2 separate regions of the Mus musculus genome follow, and region 2 is linked to region 1. The links are chromatin contacts, called in public Hi-C maps. All regions are on one chromosome and are shown on one strand. Each heading gives the region's core, a stretch centred on a gene start, on an enhancer-like site or on the middle of the called end of the contact. The rest is flanking DNA. Distances are from core to core; before and after follow the strand shown. Region 1 holds the start of Ccdc171 (coiled-coil domain containing 171). Region 2 overlaps Ccdc171 (coiled-coil domain containing 171).

Region 1 (4,003 bases), core at 1,039-3,538:
ATCCGCCTGCCTCTGCCTCCCGAGTGCTGGGATTAAAGGCGTGTGCCACCACGCCGGGCCTGAGAAAGTATTTATTGATCCTCATAAATGTGGGAGAGAAATCTGAGGCGGCTCAGAAAACCAAGGGGTCTTGGATTTGGTGATGATGTCTTTATTGAGGTTGTAAGCTTCTTTGAGGGAGTGGTGGGGTTGGATCTACTTGTCTCTCCGATGGGCTGGGAGAAAGGAGGGGGCTGAGGTGACCAGGAAAGACAACCAGAAGTGGGTTAGAGAGCGTCTCACTATAGATAGCCTTTACCCAAACAGGGGACCAAGGAAAACGAACCTGTAACCACCAGGGAAAAAGAGAAACCCTCTAAGGACTCCGAGGTGATCGGATTTATTGTGTAATTACTATAATTTTCATTAGCCTTGTTGCTAATATGACCTGAAAGGCTCTCTGTGATCTGAGCTGAGCATATTTCTCTAGCAGATCTTTCATATTTTTCTCCCCTGCACCCAAAGTTTCTATTTTGTCAAAAGTCTCATGCTTTTTTTTTCCTGTCCCAATTCGTTGTTACTTTGGTGAATCTATTACTCTACTTTCTTACACTAGACTTTACATGCTCCACAAATCGCTTCCCTGTACTCAAGGTTGACGAGCAGATCTTTTCTCTGATCCCTGTGGCATTTGTACTTTATAGCTGGTATTTTTATTACCTAGCTCCATGCTGGGCACATGTGCTGTACTCTACGCATGCTAAAGACAGAGTAAATGAACTTTGTAAGGATTCATGTCAAGCAGCTTTTCTTTAAAAAGTGTACAATGTAATAGATCAGTTATGTTTGCAATGTAACACTCCCTTCTGTGATGTTCCTAAAACACGATGAGCTGATGTGTGTGTGTGGCCCATGATTTGTAACCCCAGTGTTCCGGAGGCTATGGCAGGGGATCCAGAATTTGGGGCCTGATTGGGCTACATAGGGAATTAAAAAACCCCACCCAGACAAAACCAAGAAAGCAAAACAACAACAAAATCACTTCCCTCCAAACAAAAATCTTTCAAATAACAAAACTAAGCCGTATACAATTTAAAAAAAAACTCTCATCTTCCAGGACTGTCAGGCCACACAGAGAAACCCATGGTGGTGGTGAATGTAATCTTATTTATTGTAATTCTCCATTTGATTCCTAAGTAGAGAGGGCTACTTTTGTTTCCTTCAGTTTGTTTTCGAAGCAGTTATCTCTTCTGGCTAAAGCCTTAAGAAGCAAGGAAAACCTTTTAAAAACCAAACAACTGACCTCAAACCAATTAAAGTTTCTCAGCAGTGCAAGAACCAAAGTTTTAATCTATTTGCTCTTAGGACTGTTAACTTTCCAGAGCGAGAGCAGGCGAGAACCCCAACACCTGGTTCAGGCTGATTACAACCAACCCCGGACAAGTTTAGCATAAAAGGCTCATTTTGTATGAACACTTGTGGAAAGAAGGTAGTGGCGGCAGGGATAAAAACCTTTCATCAAAATCCTGCCATTTCGCATTGTTCTTTAGGGAATAGGCTTTCAAAAGCCAAGGAACAAAAGAGGATTTGCTTTTCCAATCCTCTGAAGCGGCTACAGGGCGAACCAAAGCTCTTTATAAATTGTGGGCGAGGAGGGGGAGGGGCTGAAATCTAGCAGAGATGGAGCTCAAGGCGAGGCTCCAAGGCCTTATTTGCCAATGAATCCGGTTCTGCATTATTTGTAATCAAAGACGCTCAGCAGCATCAGAGCACCGACCTACATTCTATCCACCCAAGCCAAAATACAAAAGAAATCGATGGGAGGAGGAGACTGCAGGAGGAGGGCGCTGAGAGTCTGCCACCTGTGCCGAAGCCCAGGCACTCTCCCTGGGGACCCTGGCATCGGCCGCGGTCCTAGCGGGTTTCTCGGGCCGAGAGCCAGCTAAGAAGACGTTTACAGAGCAGGAACAGGCTGCTGCCCTTTTCCGAGGCTGGAAATGTGCACGCCACTCGGTTGCGGGAGTTCTGAAACAAGGAGAAGGCACAGCATGCCGGCGCTGGAGCGCGCATGGGGTGGAACGCGGCCCCGAGCCACCCGTGTGCTTTGCGCACGCGTACCCCACCCCTGGCGCATGCGCAATATACCCCGCCTGCCGCGGGAGCGCGCGCGGTTGCGGGCCGGCGCTTCTCTTCCAGCGCGAGCCCGCGTTCTCTGAGTACGCGCGTATCCTGGAGCTGGGGCTCGGGCGGCGGGCGGGACGCTGGGGACGCGGAGGCGAGGGGCGGGCCTGCCGGGGCGGGGCCAGGGAGGCGGAGAAAGTCGCGGCTGCCCAGAGCCTCGTCGCGTGTTCCGGGCCCCCGGAAGTGGCCGTTGTAAACTTCACCTCGTAGACTTTCTCCATCCTGGCCCTAGAGTCCATCGGCTTTCCCCAGTTGTCACTCTTTCTCCTGAGAGTTGCCTGACCTCCCACTCACCCCGAGACCTGAAGCTGCCTGGGGGTCGTGGGTGTGCAGGCTGGACCACGCGAGTCCGAGGTAACTGCGGGCTGTGGGTGCAATGGTGACTGGCGCCCGGGACCGGGAGGTGCTGAGAGGAGACTGGGCTTGCAGAGAGGACCCGGCTGAGGGCTGCTAGCTGGTGCTGACACGCCTCCAGCTCAGCCTCCAGCCTCCAGCCTCCAGCTCAATGGCCAGGGCTCTCCGCCCACCTTGAGGAAGCCGAGCATCTTCGCTGTACTCCGAGGACCGGTGGGGACTAGAGTCCTCGGAGCTCTTTGGGATCAGTACCCAAGGATCACTTTTTTTTTTTTCGTGTTTTACCTTCATTTTATTTAAATGCCTACCACACTTTAGGCACCCTACAAACGTTTGATAAGCAAAACAATGAGTTATGCAACTTCTGCCTACCACCCACCTTGGGACTTAGAAAAGTCAGCTGTGAGTTTAAAGCTGAATTTTGCGTACAAGCACACACCCCCCCCCCTTTGACTTTTTAATCATTTACGATATTCATATTAATCAAATACATAACTTAGAGACGATATCAAACAGCTTCTAAGATTTTGCACGTTGATGTTTTATACTTTTCCTAGTATTGGAGAAATGAAACTACCGTTTTGTTATTTGTATTTATCAGTGCTTAGTAACGACCAAACTGTGATAGAGCCGGAAATGCAATCCTTTCCAGTTAAAGGCAGAGGAATGCAGGCAGTGCAGCGGGATTCTAGGGAAAGTGAAGGCGGCTGTTTTAGCTTGGAGCTTGTGTGTAAATCCTGGCTCAGCCATTTATTAGCTGTGACAGGCAAATCACCTGTCGCCTGGACCTTAGGTTCTTTATGTCAAATAAGCAGAGTGGGCTTAGTCTTTCAGGCTCCGTTTACTTTTTGTTTGTTTGAGTTTCTTTGTCTTAGGCGTGTTTTATGGACAGAATCACACATCTCCTTCACCTCTCTTCTTTTTTCAGAGATGGGATGAAAGGTGGTTGAGACTGAACAAGAATCATGGGCACAAAAGTGTTCTGCTATTTGAGCTGCACTCAGCTCTGAAGTGCCCCCTTGCCAAATGAACCGTGTAACTGCTGATAGTCCCACACAGGTGTCACGACTAATGAATGCAAAGCTGCATAGACAAAAAAAAAAAAAAAAAAAAAGTGGATTTAGTGTTAGGGAATCAAGCCCTTTCCTCTCGATGAGTAAAGAAAAAAAAAAATAGCATTTGGTTAGACACCCAAACTGAGAAGGTAGTGGAAGTGCTGTGACACAGGTTGCATTCCTTTCATCTTTAAACAAGAGCGGAAAGGGTCGAGGGGCTGACTTAAATAGTTGATGAAACCTGATGCTTGTTGGTGAGTTGGTGTTCATCAGTTTAAAGGGGCGGGGGTGGGGTGGGGGTGGGCAGGAGAAGCTAGGCTGTGCGCCCAGAGAGGCATAGGCGGTTCCAGATAAGCATGTTTTCTTGGTACAGAATCATTAGAAGTCATCAAGATGTGAGTATGACTTTTAATTCTTGTAGTGAGTATCTTGGT
Region 2 (4,003 bases), core at 876-3,375, 42 kb after region 1:
TTTTTTTTTTTTTTTTTTTGGTTTTGCGAGACAAGGTTTCTCTATATAGCCCTGGCTGTCCTGGAGCTCACTTTGTAGACCAGGCTGGCCTCGAACTCAGAAATCTGCCTGCCTCTGCCTCCCAAGTGCTGGGATTAAAGGTGTGCACCACCACACCGGGCTCAGAAAGCATCTTTGGTAAATGATGTTGATTTAATGGTCAGTCGGTATGTAGAAAAATGAAAATAGATCCATTATTTGTCACCTTGCATAAAGCTCAAGTCCAAGTGGATCAAGGACCTTGACATAGAACTAGATACACTTGAGAACTAATAGAAGAGAAAATGGACCTTGACGTAGAACTAGATACACTGAGAACTAATAGAAGAGAAAATGAGAAAGAGCCTCGAACTCATAGGCATGGAATTTCCTAAAGAGAACTTCAGTGGCTCAGGCTCTAAGATCAAGAATTGATAAATGGGATCTTATGAGACTGAAAAGCTTTTGTAAGGCAAAGGACGTAGTCAATAGGACAAATTGGCAACTTACAGATTGGGAAAAAAAATCACTAACTTCACATCTGATGGAGGGCTAAGACCCAAAATATATAAAGTACTCAAGAAGCTAACCTCCAAAAACACTAAACAACCCAATAAAAAAAATGGGGTATAGAACTAAACAGAATTCACAACTGAGGAATCTTAAATGGCAGAGAAGCACTTAAAGAAATGTTCAAGGTCCTTAGTGATCAGGGAAATGTAAATCAAAACAACCCTGAAAGTCTTTCTTACATCAATCAGAATGGCTAAGATCAAAAACTCAGGTGACACCACACGTTGGCGAGAATTCAGAGAAAGGGGAATACTCTTCCATTAATGGTGGGATTGCAAACTGGTACAACCACTCTCAATCTGGAGGTTCCTCAGAAAATTGGAAATAGATCTACCTGAAGACCCAGCTATACCACAATTGGGAATATACTCAAAAGATGCCCTACCATGCCACAGGGGCATGTTTCACTATGTTCATAGTGGCCTTATTTGTGATATCCAGAAGCTGGAAACAACCCAGATGTTCTACAGTGGAAGAATGGATACAGAAAATATGGTTCATTTACACAGTGGAATACTATTCAGCTATTAAGAACAAAGACATCATGAGTTTTGGAGGGAAATGGATGGAAATGGAAAATATCATTCTGTGTGTGATGTATCTCAGACCCAAAAGGACATGCATGGTATGCAATCACAACCCAGAGTACAATCCACAGAACTCAAAAAGGTTAACGAGCCATAGGGCCCAAGTGAGGATGCTTCAGTCCCACCAGCTTTCATTATACTGAGATACATTCCTTTTATCCCCAGTTTCTTTAGATTTTGTTAAACAAAATGAAAGTTTTTAAGGTTTAGTGTGTGTGTTTGGGGAGGGGGCACACAATTTGCATGAACCAAGCCTCTACTATACAGATTCTCAGGTCACACTTGGATTACTACACTTGGAGGCAAGTACTTGGGAGGCCATTTCACTGGCCCACTTGGGTGCTTTTATCATAAAGAGACGCTGTGTTTTGTCAAACACCATTTTTGCTTCCCTTAAGATGATCATGTGATTTCTGTCTTTGAGCCCATTTATGTGATGTATTATTACATTCATTGATTCACGTATGGGATTTCATGTGGCCTGAGCCTCACAAGTCTTGTGTTTGCTATCATAACTACAGTGAGTTTCTATTATTATGCTCCAACTCCACGGGAAACCCAGGAGAGCTCAAGAACTGCAGAGCCCGCTGCAATCGTGCATAAGAGTCTTTTAGTCACGAGTCAGACTAGGATCACAACCCTTCCCACAGCATAGGACAGGAGTGCAACCTTGAGCTTGGGTGTCTTGGCACTTACATCCAGCATAGTTAGAAATTCTTCAAATGCTTAGGGTGATGGGAGGGAAGGTGGGTGAGATAAGTCATGACTCAGACAGGATACCATTTGGAAGGGCGGAATCACAAGGCTGAGAGGGGGAGTCTTCTGACCTAAGGATGATCTTTATGGGGCTATCAGGAGCTAGTTTTATGACTGGCCATAACTATCTGTGACCTACCTACCTTCTATGATTTAAACGTGGGACCTTAATCTCCCTTTTCCAAGGATAGGCACCAGCGGCACCTGGGAAGCGCCCAGCAGGTTATCAGGGAGAGTGCTAGCCTTGGTGCCACTGCAGCTGGGGAGATTTGTCATTGTCTCACTCAAGCTGGTGCCTGTGGCTCCTCAAGTTCTCCGTGTGTGTGTGTGTGTGTGTGTGTGTGTGTGTGTGTGTGTGCGTGCGTGTGTGTGTGTGAACCCCCGTGTTTGCTGCAGGAGGGAGCAGGGGTTGGGGAAAGCAGAACTTCTGAGGGAAACCACAGAGGCTTGCTGTGGGAGAGAGCCTAGGGTGGGGGAGGGGGGCTTCTGTGGGAGAGTGCAGAAGGAAGCCTCCTGTGCACTTCACTATGTTCATGTGTCTTGTGTCTGGAAAATGCTTTTTTCTTGTAGTAATCTGTTGTGTCCGGCCAGCAGACCACAACCTGGGTTCTAGCCTGGAAAGGCATTTTGGAAACCTGGAAGAGAAGAGGGGCTAGGTGGCGAGAGAAAGAAATGTAGCCAAGACAGTTATTCTGATCAAAGCTCAATTTTACTAGTTCCGACATTTCAGTTATAAAGGAAGGGGGAGGGGACCCGATTCCTGCCGAATAATCTCAGGTCCAGTAGAAAGGTGAGCACGTGTGTGGCTCCAAACAGCAAAGCTGGCAGGTTCCAGCAGTGGGCGTGGCAGAACGAATGAGCAGGAAGCTCCACCCCTGAGCAAGCAGGTTTCAGGCTGGAGGAGGGGAGACTACAGTAATCCATTGCCTCTGGCGTTTACAATCCTTCCCACCCTCTGTCCTGTGGTCCTGAGCCTTCAGAGTTACTGCTCATCTATGGTCATTGCTGCTCCATTCACAATATACACGAAATGGAAACACCCAGATGTTCTTCCGCTGATGAATAGTGAATAATGAAACTGTGGTCTACCTACACAACGGGATATTATTCAGCTATTAGGAAAAATGAAATTTGAGGACAGTTGGATGGAGCTTGAAGTGGTCATCCTGAGTGAGGTAACCCAGACCCAGAAGACAAGCATCACATTTTCTTTCATATATGGATGCTTTGACTCTTCAGATGTGTATGTTTCATCTGTAAACACTACGAGATCAGGAAACGAGTAAGGGGCCATGGAGAGAGGCTTGCAGGAAACAGGAGGTAGGGTAAAGGGCTGAAGGAGATTAATGATGGGGATGGAGAGGTGGCTCAGGGGTTAAGAGCCCTGGCAGCTCTTACAGAGGACCTGGGTTCAATTCCCAGTGTCGACATGGTGCCTCAAACTGTCAGTTACTCCATTTAAATGAAATTCAGTGTTCTTTTCTGGCTTCTGAGGACACTGAATGCACATGGTGAACAGAAAAAACAACACATATACATAAACAAAATCTCCAAAAAATGTATGGGAGATAAATGGAACAGAAGAGTTGCATTAAAGTTAGGGATGGGAAGGCAGGGTAAAGGAGGAAATGGGAGGTGGATAGTTACTCTAAAGACCCTTTCAAAAAGCTATATGGAGACCTACTACTCTAGAGGTTTCCTAAACTATGTATGCACATATATGAAAAGTTAAAATAGAGTTACAGTGTAACAGGGTGGTCTTGCTAGACACCACATGGTAACAAATACACCCAGTGCCAGAATGGGTTACCTTTTTGGTCATTGATGTTCCCATAATCCCTCGTAGGCCCTCAGACATTACTGGCTATTGCTGTTGCTGTTGGTTATCCTTCAGAACACGACAGTGAGGCCCTATTGCTGAAGACATCGCCTACCTGAGCCATTGACCATGGAGAAATCACGTTAGTGCTTGCCTGGAAGCTCCATCCCCACTACTAGCTCTCATATTTCAGGAAGGTACTATATACATGATAACCGAGGAGAAAAATGTTACCCAGCTATGAACCCTG

The links. Hi-C and Micro-C count contacts between places; a contact is called where the count stands out from the background.
Region 2: a contact with region 1 is called in a Hi-C map of double positive thymocytes, with 1.8 times the contacts expected there. The contact joins the enhancer-like site here to the promoter of Ccdc171 in region 1. A contact is called at or near these places in 3 of 15 datasets of contacts at CTCF or cohesin (CD8 T cells, the NIH/3T3 cell line and pro-B cells), 88 of 484 Hi-C or Micro-C datasets (the Ba/F3 cell line, the C2C12 cell line, CD4 T cells and 52 more), 16 of 115 datasets of contacts at active chromatin or transcription factors (DN3 thymocytes, the SCID.adh cell line, bone marrow-derived dendritic cells and 10 more) and 3 of 9 other capture datasets (adipose tissue, liver and pancreatic islet).

The regions. Positions count from the first base shown.
Region 1 is chr4:83,523,257-83,527,259 of GRCm38.p6, forward strand. It overlaps Ccdc171 (coiled-coil domain containing 171), which reads left to right and starts at 2,289. Exons shown (of 26, transcript NM_001355378.1): 1 at 2,289-2,514.
Region 2 is chr4:83,565,531-83,569,533 of GRCm38.p6, forward strand. The region is part of intron 6 of Ccdc171 (coiled-coil domain containing 171); the gene reads left to right. Among named protein-coding and RNA genes, the nearest start is that of Gm25899, 40 kb to the left of the region's middle. Within about 2 kb of position 2,126, at least 85 of the 459 cell types and tissues checked have an H3K27ac peak or open chromatin away from gene starts, as enhancers often do. A contact at or near this core is called in the Ba/F3 cell line, CD4 single positive thymocytes, CD8 T cells and 22 more, where this site is marked.